3 separate regions of the Mus musculus genome follow, and regions 2 and 3 are each linked to region 1. Evidence: chromatin contacts called from public ChIA-PET data. All regions are on one chromosome and are shown on one strand. Each heading gives the region's core, a stretch centred on a gene start, on an enhancer-like site or on the middle of the called end of the contact. The rest is flanking DNA. Distances are from core to core; before and after follow the strand shown. Region 1 overlaps Cmah (cytidine monophospho-N-acetylneuraminic acid hydroxylase). Region 2 overlaps Aldh5a1 (aldhehyde dehydrogenase family 5, subfamily A1). Region 3 holds the start of Tdp2 (tyrosyl-DNA phosphodiesterase 2).

Region 1 (3,924 bases), core at 363-2,862:
TCTGGACAGCAGCAATGTTAGGACAGAGTTGTTTGGCTTTGGAGAACTATCTGGCACATCTCAAGAGAATTCTTGGGCATCTGCTGTGTCAGCACTATTTACCTCATAAATGCTGGACCCTACCCTTTAAAAGCCTGCCCTGGTCTACTTGAGTTGAATCCTTAGGTGTTGGGCCTTGTCATTACTTTGTGTGATCAATCTTACCTGTGGCCTTGTGTGGATAGCTCAGTAACAGAGAGAGCTGAGGAGTTCTCCAAGAATACCCCACTATCATTATGCAGAGGACAATCCCAAAGTCTAGAATATTCTCACAACTACCCATAGACTTGTTTGATTACAGATACAGTTCCTCATCCTAGTCGACTTTCCACTGTGACTCTCTGTTACACCTATAGCCAAAACTGCAGATAATACTCAATTTGGGTTGTTGGCGTCTTCCTAGGGAATAGGGCAGGGGGCCTCACCTCCTTCATCTCTGACACATCCTTGCAGGACTCGGGGGAGATAGAGGTTTTGTTCTCCTGCTGATTATCTTTGGGAGATATTGAATTTCCTGTCTTGCCATATGTAGCTAACCACTGAGGGAGATGTTAAAGCGAAGTGGGCTCTCTCCTCCTTGCCTGCCTGCCTGCCTGCCTTCCTACTCTCAGCTCTGGAGTAATCTGGAACAAGCTCGTCATCTTTCTCAGCCTCAGTCTGCTCACTTGGAAAGTGAATAGATTGCCAGGATTCCGAGAGAGTAAAACATTTGCTGTTGAAGCATGGGAGCCATGTTCAGATCCAGAGCATTAATGTAAAAGGCCAGGCACTGTGGTGTGCGCCTACAATGCTAACCTCTGGAGAGGCAGACACAGCAGGATCCCTGGGCTGCCTGGCCAGCCAGTCTAGCTTAATATCAGTGAGCTTCAGGTTCAGAGAGAGATACTGTCTCTCAGAGCAAATGAAAGAAATGAAGAAGGAGTAACTGCCGATGACAGACATGTTGGGATAAAGGAGATTGTGCTACTTGCTCTTCTAGTTCTAGTTGTGTCATGGATGTTTTGGCTTGGGTAGTGGATAACTGCATATAGTATATTCAGTACTGAAAGTGTCAAATTTAAAGGGATGTTTCATGTTCCATTCTGAATGTCAGTTCTAACTATATATACGTTTATTAAGTTGAACAAACTTTGGGTCTAGATAATTTTGGTGTATGGTGTTTTCTATTTATTTGCAAGCTGCTTTTTTAAAAAAATATAATAATAAGGATTATTGAAAATAAATTTCAAAAAGAGAAAAAAGTAAATGGAAAAGAAATTGAGAAAAACTCCCAGTAGTGACTTTTCACTCACACACATGCATATACACATTCTCACACACACAAAGAAGACCCACTCACTCAAAACCTACAAAAAGCGTTTGAAAGAATATCACCATAGTATATGATAAGCATCCAACTGATGTTCACTGCTGTTATTATTTATGTGGGGCCATCAACTGCCTGTGGTCTGTACACAGATTATTTGAAGAAGTGATGATTTTTATGTTGTTTGCTCACCTAAATATGGTAAGTTCCACACCACAGATTAACCATTCTTGTCTTCCGCAAAGCCTTAGTGTGGTTAATCTTAGTTTTTGTTTGCCAGCAGCTTAGCTCTGGTGTCGGGGATTGGGGGTGGGGTGAGAGGTGGAGGCTGGATGTTGACAGAAGATAACTTTCTGAATACCACTCCACCCTCCGCCTTATGCTTTCAGAGTCTCTCACTGAAGCTGGACCTCACTAATTAGGATAGATAGGTAGGAACCCTCCGGATCCTTCTGTCTCAACATCCCCAGTGCCGATTCTAGGTACATGCTGCCACTTCGAGCGAGCGTTTTACAGGAATTCCGGGGTTCAGACACTGATTCTCATGCCTGCATGACAAGCCACTGAGCCATCCCCCAGCCTACAAACCTCTTCTCTTTGCTGCCCTCACAGGGAAGCTGGGTACTCTCGGCTTTATTCTCTGTGGAGCGCACCACACAGTAGTTAACCTGCATGCCTGTGGAGGCTCCCATTTGCCTCTCTACCTGCCGTTCTTTTCTGGAGCCTCTGTACCCTTGCCAATCGAAGAGCATCTTTCTCAGGGTACAGTTAAGCATAGTCCATTCCTTCCTGCCATCCAGTGTCCTTCCTGACACATAACCAGGATCTTAGAAACTGTCCATCTCATGTCCTTAAGTCTAATGCTCTCATAGCTTCTGTGTGAGGAGCTGAGGTCCTTCTTGTGCCCACCCCTTCCACCTCTCTCTTATCTCCTATTCTTTTCCCATACCCTCCTGTCTCCTGCCCCTCTCTCTTCTCCTGTCCTACTCCTGTCCCTTTCCAGTGCCCTCCGATCAAGCTGGCACACAACCATACTTGGTTCTTTCTTGGGTTCTAGAATATTCTATAGTTCCATCTGGAATGCCTCATCCTGATTTTTAGAGGTTGTTTCCCACTAGTTCCTGAGAAAGGAGGCACTACAAAGTAATTCTTCATGAATCAAACCGTGGACTATGTTTTCTTGCCGCCCTAGAAAGGACGTTTAAAAATTCTGGATACAACAAAGCCGGGATATGGCAGCATGATATGTTTTCTAAGTTTTCTTCCTTCCTTCCTTCCTTCCTTCCTTCCATCCTTCCTTCCTTCCTTCCTTCCTTCCTTCCTTCCTTCCTTCCTTCATTCCTTCCTTCCGTTTTTTAAATTTTAAATGATGCTTCTGGTAAGAGCCATTTCTTGGTTTAAAAAAATTCCTTCCCTCTTGAAACAAAACCAACAACAAACAAATTTATAAAGATAAGAACAGAAATGGTTTGTACCCTACTTCTGAATGAGCAACCTAAGGTGTACCCTATTTTCAACTAACCCCCCCTCCCCAGATCTGGTAAGCTTCATTTTCTGGGGAAGTGAAAGGGAGCCTGACGTAGTAGCTCACGCCCATAAGCCCAGGGCTTAGGAAACCGAGGCAGGGCTTCTCTTTGTCTGGGACCAGTTTGGGCTACAAAATAAAATTCTGACTGAAAAACAGAACAGGGCCTGGAGCAGTGAGTCGTGAATGGTGGTGCATACCTAGAAATGAAGAGCTGAGAAACAGCAGGGAGACGAGGAGGCCATGGTCAGCCTCAGCTACATATAAGGTCAGGGCTAGCCTGAGCTACATGAGATCCTTCTTCGAAAAAGCTGAAGAGAGCAAGAAGGAATGAAAATAGGAAGGAAGGAAGGAAGGAAGGAAGGAAGGAAGGAAGGAAGGAAGGAAGGAAAGAAGGAAGTTAGTTCAAGCAAATATCAAAAATTATACAGTACCTCCTTTAAAGTCTCCTGTTGGACATAGTCTGAGTCTTATTCTGAAATGGAGTTACGTTAATAAACAGAAATGTAGAACATACACCTAAATACTTACTGATAAAAAGAGAATTTTAGTGCATGTTGTATATAACGTGGGAGATGTGCATTTGAAAATATACTCACTCTTAGCGGGGTATGATGGCACATGCCTTTGATCCCAGTATTCAGGGGGCAGAGTTCTGTGAGTTCAAAGCCAACCTGGTCTACGAAGAGAGTTCCTGGACAGCCAGTGCTACACAGAGAAATCTTGTCTTGAAAAAAGTCAGAAGGAAGGAAGGAAGGAAGGAAGGAAGGAAGGAAGGAAGGAAGAAAAGAAAGAAAGAAAGAAAGAAAGAAAGAAAGAAAGAAAGAAAGAAAGAAAGAAAGAAAGGAAGAAAAGAAGGAAGGAAGGAAGGAAGAAAGAAAGGAAGGAAGGAAGGAAGGAAGGAAGGAAGGAAGGAAGAAAGAAAGAAAGAAAGAAAGAAGAAAGAAAGAAAGAAAGAAAGAGAAAGAAAATATTCTCCATACCCACTTAGTCTGAAATTCATATTTATCTGAGTATATTGCATGTGACCTGGTAATCATACTCTTAACCCTTA
Region 2 (3,924 bases), core at 617-3,116, 500 kb after region 1:
AATGGCCAGGGTGTTATTGTTTGCATAGAAAGTACCTTCCTCTGATGGCCCAAATGTCCAAAGAGTGGTCACCAATTCTAGCTGAGGGGGGTATTCATTAGGGACTGGGGTCTAGCTCAGGAAGGAGGTCATGGGGAAATGTGTTTGGAGGATGTATCTGGTCCTGGACCCCTTTCTCTCTCTCTTTGTTTCCTGGCCACTAGAAGGTGAGCAGCTCTTCACCACCAAGGCCTCCTTCCATGAGACTTCTGCCTCACTACAGGGATAAAAACAAGGGAGCCAAGTGACCATGGACAGGAACGGAACCTCCTATACCAGGAGCCAAACGTCCCCAAGCATCCCTCCTCCTTTAAGTTACTTTTCTCACGTATTTTACAACAACAGAAAACCAGCATAGAAGGCAGCTAAAACCTTTGTTTTACAAAATTACCCAAGGATGAAAATTTAAGGTAGGCACAAAGTCACCTTGCTTTAGATATCATTTTGCATAAGAAAAAGGAAACATGAGAATATATTGTTTTAAATATCTTTGTATTTATTCTTTGAGAAGTTCATACATGTATGCAATGTATTCTGGAGCATACAGATTCTTATTTTGATAGATTTGATTTAAAAAATGGCTAGGAAGGTAGTAGGGAAGTAGAAGTGATTATTTACAGAAAGGGGGAAGGACAGTGACATTGAGGGCTGCGGCAATGGCAAAGACGAACAACGTTAACACTGTCCTGAGTTTTAAACCATACCATCAATTCAACAATGACACGACAGGCCAGGCGTGGTGGTATATTTCTTCAATCCCAGCACTTGAGAGACAAGTGGATCTCTCTGTGAGTTCAAGACCAGCCTGGTCTACATAGCAAGTTCCTGGCCAGCCAGGGCTATGTAGACCTTGTCTCCAATAAAATTAAACAAAACCATACAATAGTAATCTCACACCCTGTAAATAGAAAGCATTAGAGTAACACCTGTTTGGCTCTGACATTACATACCTTTCCCGTTGCTGTTGAGCCAGTAAAGGAAATTTTGGACACCAATGGATCGGTACACAGGACCTCTCCCACTTCCTTGGCCTTGTTTCTAGAGCAGGGAATGACGTTGTAGACACCTGCAGGGATTCCCGCCTGGTTTGCAAGCTTTAAAGAGAAACAGCAAACACACCATAACAAGGATTGAACTGAAAAAAAACAAAACAAACAGAACCAGAAGTAAACATGTTTAACCCGGAATGCAATGTAAAACATAAGTTGCCTTGGGCCACAGTAAAAACCATACTGAAGAGAATCTGACCTGGTGGTGCACGTCTATAACTCTAACTCTTGGGAGGTAAAGGCAGGAGGATCACAAACTCAAGGTCATCTTCGATTACATAGTGAGTTCAGGGCCAGCCTGGGCTATAGGACACCCTATTCCCTCACAATAATATATTATGGGCTGGATAAACAGCTCAGTGCCTATTAGCATGTATGGCTCTCTTTGAGAGAACCCGAGTTTAGTTCCCATCACCCATAGCTTACCACCCTCCAGCTCCAGGGTATCCTATACTCTTTTCTGGTTTGGGTACAGTTCCCCCTCCCATACACATATAAATGTAATTAAAGATTTAAAAATATGTTAACATCAGCACCAATAAAAAACCTTCTTTTAGGTCCATATATGTGCATGTATATGTGTGACTATGTGTGTATATGTCTATTCACACGCACATATGTGCTAAAGATTAAAGCCACAGTCTCTCTCTGCTAAGCACACACTGTGACTGAACTACCCTCCTAGCCTCCTAAATAAATACATGGGTATAACTAAGTAGCAATGTGAGTTCCATCCACCAAGTACAGTGTCTTAGGTAAGAGCTTTAGCGCCACCTCCTGTTCAGTCTGAGGCAAATCTCAAGCTTTTTGACTGACTGTAGACTCCAGCGTGGAGCGGGGAAAGGATGTCTAGAGAAAACTCACGAAGCTGCTCACTAGTTCCTGTGGGTCAGAGCTGAGGAAAGGGAGGCACAGACAGGAGGAACTCAACAGAGGTGAAGATCTGGGGAGGAGGGAAGCAGCCACTGACCCCAGCCACCTGACCTGGGGACCTGGGCCTTGCCAGGACAGGGTCTAGAGCAGGTCTGTCCTGAATTTCCCAGATCTCTATAGCCCTCATTAGCCTCAAAATGGTGGCCATCCTCCTGCCTCAACCTCCCCAGTACTGATATTACTGGAGTAGTTAGTAAGGTTTTTTGTTTGTTTGTTTTTGTTAGCAAGGTTTTTAATCTCACTAATCTCTCACAAAAACAATAAGTATGAAGCGAATGTCCTTGTATGTTAATCAAAGTATTAAAACAAATCAAATCAGCAATGTGGTAGCAAATCCAAATATCAGGACATTATTTATGAGAAGACCGAGGGACCAAGTTTCTCCACAGACAGAAACTGCAAGTGGGTAGAGGCCTGCGGGATAAGACCTATGTGAGGAGGGAGCCCAGAGAACGCCCCCGGACAGACCCAAGGGAAGCCCATGGGTGCTCACGGGACCCCCCGGGACACAGGCAGACCACCTGGAAAAATGCAGATGCAAACCTGTAAGTCAGAATAATTAGAGAGAATACAATAAAAAAAATTGAGAGTTTAAAAAAAAATCAGAAATGACCACCAAGCTACAAGAACATGAGAAAGAAAAAGTAACCCACAAAACCTTTGTGTTGGCTGCTTTCTGTCAGGGTGCTACCACAGGAAGTCAAGAGGGGTGGGTACCAATGGAGGCAGGCCTTCTGCTTGTTTGTTTAGTTTGCGACAGGCTCTTCCTGGGTAGCCAGGCTGACATCAATCTTTCTGCCTCCGCCTCCCAAGCGAAGGCTTCAAGTGTAGTGGCTTAGCCCCTGGTCTTTAGATCACCAAAGGCTTGCTCCCTGTGATGACATTCATTGCTGATGTACAGGACAGCCTAGGAGACATGTGACCGAGCACAGGAGACACTCGTCACCTGTGGGCTGGGGTCCGCAGACCCAGTCAAAAGAGGAAAACAGGAAGCCAGCTGAGAACGCCATTCACTTGATTTTGCCTCCTGACTGCAAACCTAACTCAACAGGTTACCTCAGGCTCCTGAGGACATGACTTCAGGGCCATGATGAACTGCATCCCCTAAAGCTACAAGTCTCCTTCCATGCCCCTGTCAGACATCTGTCACAGCAACAAGAAAAGGAGTTCAGACCCCTCCAAAGGGCATCGTGGAGCCAAGCGTTTCCTCTTTCTTTTGCTTTGGGGCTGTGAGGTGGACAGTTACCTTTGCCACACTGTTCTTACCATGATGTGCTGTTTTACCATAGGCACAAAGGTGCAGGGATCATAGCCTGGAACCTCCAAAACCTATGGATAAAGTAGACCTTTCCTCTTCATAAGCTATTAACTCAGGCATTTCATTATAGTGACAGGGAGCTGGCTAACACAAAGGTCCAAGAACAAAACAACCAGAAAGACATCAGCTAAGGAAGGACTAGAAGTGTGCAAACCACAGGTCCTTACAGAACTAAGTCTGGACAAGGAGGGAGAGGATGGAGCAAGCATATATTGGTTGCGGCCTTGGGCATATAGACCTGGTTTCCGTGGTGTTAGGGATTGAACCCGTGGCCTCACACGTACTAAGCAAGAACTCTCCCCCTTGGCTATCTCTCCAGCTCGAGGTTTTACTTGTTGTTTTGAGATATGTCTTCCTCATTGCGATCAAATCCCAACAAGAAGCAGTTTGAGGAAGGCAGGTTTATCTCGGCTACAGGTTGAGCAGAGATGCAGTCCATCGAGGCAGGAGGCTAGGATGCACGATGCACAGTAACACTGTCCACAGAAACAGAGAGGAGCAGACAGAACGACCAAGCCTACGGGGAACTCTTCCCATTCAAATAACCATGGTGCTACTCTAAGTTGCTTAGGCGGGCCTTGAACT
Region 3 (3,924 bases), core at 696-3,195, 410 kb after region 1:
AAATAATAAACTTGTGCAGTGTGGCTAGCCATACTACAAATGTGAGATTTATGCTAATTTTCAACTATTAAGTGTTTTAAAAAAAAAATCACTTTTTTTTTTTTTTGAGGGATTTGTTTATGTAACTAGCTTACAAGCTAGCCTGCATCAGCCTCCCTTAGCCTGGAATTACAGGCAGGTACCAAGCTGAACGTAGGTATGAGAATTTTAATTAGTTACTCAAAGGCAATCAAACCAATGTCAAAATTACCTCACAAAAAAACAGTCAGATGCTGTGGCACATACTATTCATCCCAATACTCAAGTAGCAGAGGCTGATCAATCTCTGTGAGATCCAGGATGACCTGGTCTACATGTCAAGTTCTGGATAGAACTTAAATAAATAATAGAAAATAAATAAATAAATAAAACCAAATAAATACGTTACAAAATATTCTAATACCCAGGAGGGTGAGGAAAGCTTACGGAGAAGTGGCTATGGAACCCTGTCAACGACAGGTGCCCACCTGCAACCCTGTCAATGACGGGCTCCCACCTGCAAGCTTGGATTAACTACATCCCAGTCCTCATAAAGTTGTTTTTGGTTGTTTTTAAAGAATTAAAATTTCCTCTTAAATCATTAAAATTCTTTTTAGGTAATATTATCTTTCTAAAAGTCACTGTCAAATGCTGTCCTTAGTTTTGAAATATTTCCTATTGGAAAACATTAAATATATTTACCTAAGGGTTATTTCCTATTTTTTTGACACTTTATGAACATAGTTAAAAAATTCTAAGAGGGGGCGTGTTCAGGAAAAAGATTTCAAATGCCTGTTGTTGACCAAAATTTATATTTCATGCCCAAATTCTTTTTAAATTTCCAAGTATTTTTTCTTAATCAGAAAAATAGACATGCGTGCATTAAAACATTTATTAAAAAGTCTGCAGCAAGTTCTAAGGTTAAGTGTCTTTCTACTCTGACAATACCACGCACTGGACTTCTGCTACGGATATTTATTAAGGATTGCTTCCTATAGAACACAATGTCTATAAAGTCTGGAAAACAGTAGTCTACGTTAGTTCATGTGGAATGGCAGGGTGCAGGCACTGGTCCTGGTTAACTCTGTAGACTCCCAGGCCAGCCTGGACTACAAGGGTTCTCAGCCAACAAACGTTACATAGTTACATAGACCTAGTTACAAAGACCTAGTCTCAAAAGCAAGAAATACAACACACGTACAGGTGGTTCTCGCATTCACTTCCGTACCTCAAACCTCCTTGACTCTTAAGAAACAATTCCTATATACTAGCCCTGCAGGCTCCAGCGTCCCTTAAATGGTACGCTGACATTTTTTCTCCACACACTCCAACAGTTTGCTGGTTAAAAAAAAAACAAAAAACAAAAAACCAAACATGCTTATTTACGTTTCGATGAGAATCCACGCCACGCACTTCCCCTGCGTTTGCGAGGCCACTAAGGTGTTTTACTAGGTTCGTCCCCTTCACCAGATACTTCGCCTACAATAAATATACCTTTTCCAAAACTCTATCAAAACCGGGAACTTTGAACATAACCTTCATTACTTCTCGTAGGTTCTGGGTCATGCTGCTCATCGTGGACGCAAAGCAAGAGTCTGGGCTCTGCGAGAATGAACTCTGGAAGAGACGTTTGTGAGAGGACAAGGGTGTGGAAGGTCAAGTCTGCAAGCCCGGCCGCTGTCGCGTCGTGCTCGGGAGAAAGGATCGCGCGCCCCGGTCGCCCTGGTCCTAGATGATCACGGGTTACCTTCACTCTTTAGCGCCCCAGCGCGCACGCGCAACCTTCAGGCCTCCTCGGCCCCTCCTTCCCCTCCCCTCCCCCTCCCCCTCCCCATCTGCGCCTCGCTGGCCGCGGACGGGGACCAGAGAGGGCGGTCTTCTTGCCGGAAGGTTGACGCGGACGCGCTTGCACGCTGCGCGCCTGCGCAGGTTCCGGCGTTCGCGATCAGTCGCGCGGGAAGCAGCGTGAAGAGCGGGTGTTTTGAGGGGACCCTGCGGCGATGGCGTCTGGCAGCAGTTCCGATGCGGCGGAGCCCGCAGGGCCGGCAGGGCGGGCGGCGTCGGCGCCCGAAGCAGCACAGGCGGAGGAGGACCGGGTGAAGAGGCGGCGGCTTCAGTGCCTGGGCTTTGCGTTGGTGGGGGGATGCGACCCCACGATGGTCCCCAGCGTCCTGCGGGAGAACGACTGGCAGACGCAGGTCAGTTCGCGTCTCTCGCTTCCGCCGCTCTCCCCCGGGAGGCGGGGCGCGCCCTGCAGCCTTGTGCCTTTGCTTTTCAGAAAGCCCTGAGCGCCTACTTCGAGCTGCCAGAGAACGACCAAGGGTGGCCGCGCCAGCCTCCCACGTCCTTCAAGTCCGAGGCCTAGTAAGCGACGGGGGTCGCGGGCTGCTCGCCGAGGGCGGGGAGGGACCGCCTGCTGGGCTTGGGCGTCCGAGGACCGGGACCTGGAAAAGGGCGGCCGGCGCCCCAGAGCTGGAAATCTCAGGGAATGCTTCCGAGGATGCAGGGTCACTTCCCAGCGGGACTTGTCTTTGTTGTTTTGGGACGAGTCTCACTGTGTAGCGCTTGGCTGGCCTGGAACTCGTCGTTATTTGAACCAAGCTGGCCTCGAACTCAGATCAGCTTGCTTCTGCCCTCTCAGTGCTGGCACGTTGAAGGCACATACTAGAACTGGCTTCCAACGTGATTTATTTTATTTTATTTTATCTTATTTCTTAAACCTGAAGATTATTTTATGTATTTTGAGGCAGAACCTCACCCTTTATCCCTGGCTGGCCTGAGCTTGGTGTGTAGACTAGGTTGGCCTCAAACACAGATCTACCTGCCTCAGAATCGAATGGGCTGGATTTAGAGTGCCCACCACCACACTGGGATGGAATTTTTGTTTAATGTTACCGTTATTTGTTCTTTTTCGAGACAGAGGCTTGCAATAATCCTGACCTCCAGCTCTCTTCCAGCCTCCCTTTTGCTAGCATTGCATCTGATTCCAGCACTCCCTACCCGAACTTTTTATTTGAGCCATATATGTCCAGGCTGACTTGGAACTCCTTTGTGGTCAAGGCTTGCCTTCCATTGGCCCAGTACTGGGATTAAAGGTTTGTGAAACCCTGGCTACTGAAATACACTTACTGACCTGAAATATTGGTGATATGTAAACTGAAGATTAGAAAAAAAACAGAGGTAGAGATTTTCTCCTGAAGAATGGTAACCTGTAAGTCTCCTTGTTTCTGCATAGTTTATCTGCTCTCCTCTTGCCAAAGAACGATAGTTTTTCTTTTGAGACAGGTTTGTTTCAAGTTTGATTAGTTTGGCACAAGTTTGTGTGTAGTTCAGGCCGGCATTGAGCTCCTAGCAATCTTGCCTCAGCCTGTGGGAACTAAAAACCATACCAGCCAGGTTTAATATTTGTTTTTAGTGTATGCTGTTCCTGTTGTCTCAATGCCCTGCCTCCGATTTTCATTGTTGTTGTTCTACAGTTTGCAGAATAAAACTAAGGTGCCGTACTGGGCCTTGTACACGAATTGGCCACTGTTCTTTCCAGAGTGTCTTACATGGGAGTTGTCTGTGTCAGAAGAGACGGGCAATCATCATAAAACAGCTGTGCTGAAAATTACGTGGGAAGTTGTTTAGAAAATGTTGGGTCTGCACACTCCAGAGGTTATAAATAAATAAAGAGTGGAGTCCACCTATCCAGTACCCCCTCCCCACCTCCTCCAGTTACTTGTGTGTAGGTTAGACAACAACTCTGGTCTGGTTGGAGGCAGGGTTTCTTTATATAGCCCTGGCTTGTCCTGGAACTCACTCTGTAGACCAGGCTGGCCTTGAACTCAGAAATCCGTCTGCCTCTGCCTCCCAAGTGCTGGGATTAAAGGCGTGTGCCCACTGCCCAGCCCCAGAAGAGGGCAT

The links. ChIA-PET counts read pairs in DNA pulled down with a chosen protein or histone mark.
Region 2: a contact with region 1 is called in an RNA polymerase II ChIA-PET map of memory CD8 T cells, with 4 times the contacts expected there. The contact joins two enhancer-like sites. A contact is called at or near these places in 1 of 484 Hi-C or Micro-C datasets (CD4 T cells) and 1 of 115 datasets of contacts at active chromatin or transcription factors (memory CD8 T cells).
Region 3: a contact with region 1 is called in an RNA polymerase II ChIA-PET map of memory CD8 T cells, with 2.5 times the contacts expected there. The contact joins the promoter of Tdp2 here to the enhancer-like site in region 1. A contact is called at or near these places in 2 of 39 promoter capture datasets (neutrophils and pre-B cells), 3 of 484 Hi-C or Micro-C datasets (CD4 T cells and effector CD8 T cells), 4 of 115 datasets of contacts at active chromatin or transcription factors (the 230-238 cell line, effector CD8 T cells, memory CD8 T cells and 1 more) and 2 of 9 other capture datasets (adipose tissue and liver).

Annotation. Positions count from the first base shown.
Region 1 is chr13:24,418,144-24,422,067 of GRCm38.p6, forward strand. All of the region lies in intron 4 of Cmah (cytidine monophospho-N-acetylneuraminic acid hydroxylase), which reads left to right. Among named protein-coding and RNA genes, the nearest start is that of Gm11342, 44 kb to the left of the region's middle. Within about 2 kb of position 1,613, at least 31 of the 459 cell types and tissues checked have an H3K27ac peak or open chromatin away from gene starts, as enhancers often do. A contact at or near this core is called in memory CD8 T cells, where this site is marked.
Region 2 is chr13:24,918,690-24,922,613 of GRCm38.p6, forward strand. Aldh5a1 (aldhehyde dehydrogenase family 5, subfamily A1) reads right to left here. Exons shown (of 10, transcript NM_172532.3): 5 at 990-1,133. Among named protein-coding and RNA genes, the nearest start is that of 4932702P03Rik, 15 kb to the left of the region's middle. Within about 2 kb of position 1,867, at least 27 of the 459 cell types and tissues checked have an H3K27ac peak or open chromatin away from gene starts, as enhancers often do. A contact at or near this core is called in memory CD8 T cells, where this site is marked.
Region 3 is chr13:24,829,714-24,833,637 of GRCm38.p6, forward strand. Tdp2 (tyrosyl-DNA phosphodiesterase 2) reads left to right here and starts at 1,946. Exons shown (of 7, transcript NM_019551.2): 1 at 1,946-2,216; 2 at 2,297-2,382. The coding sequence starts at 2,019. It overlaps Acot13 (acyl-CoA thioesterase 13), which reads right to left and starts at 1,776. Exons shown (of 3, transcript NM_025790.2): 1 at 1,513-1,776. The coding sequence starts at 1,593.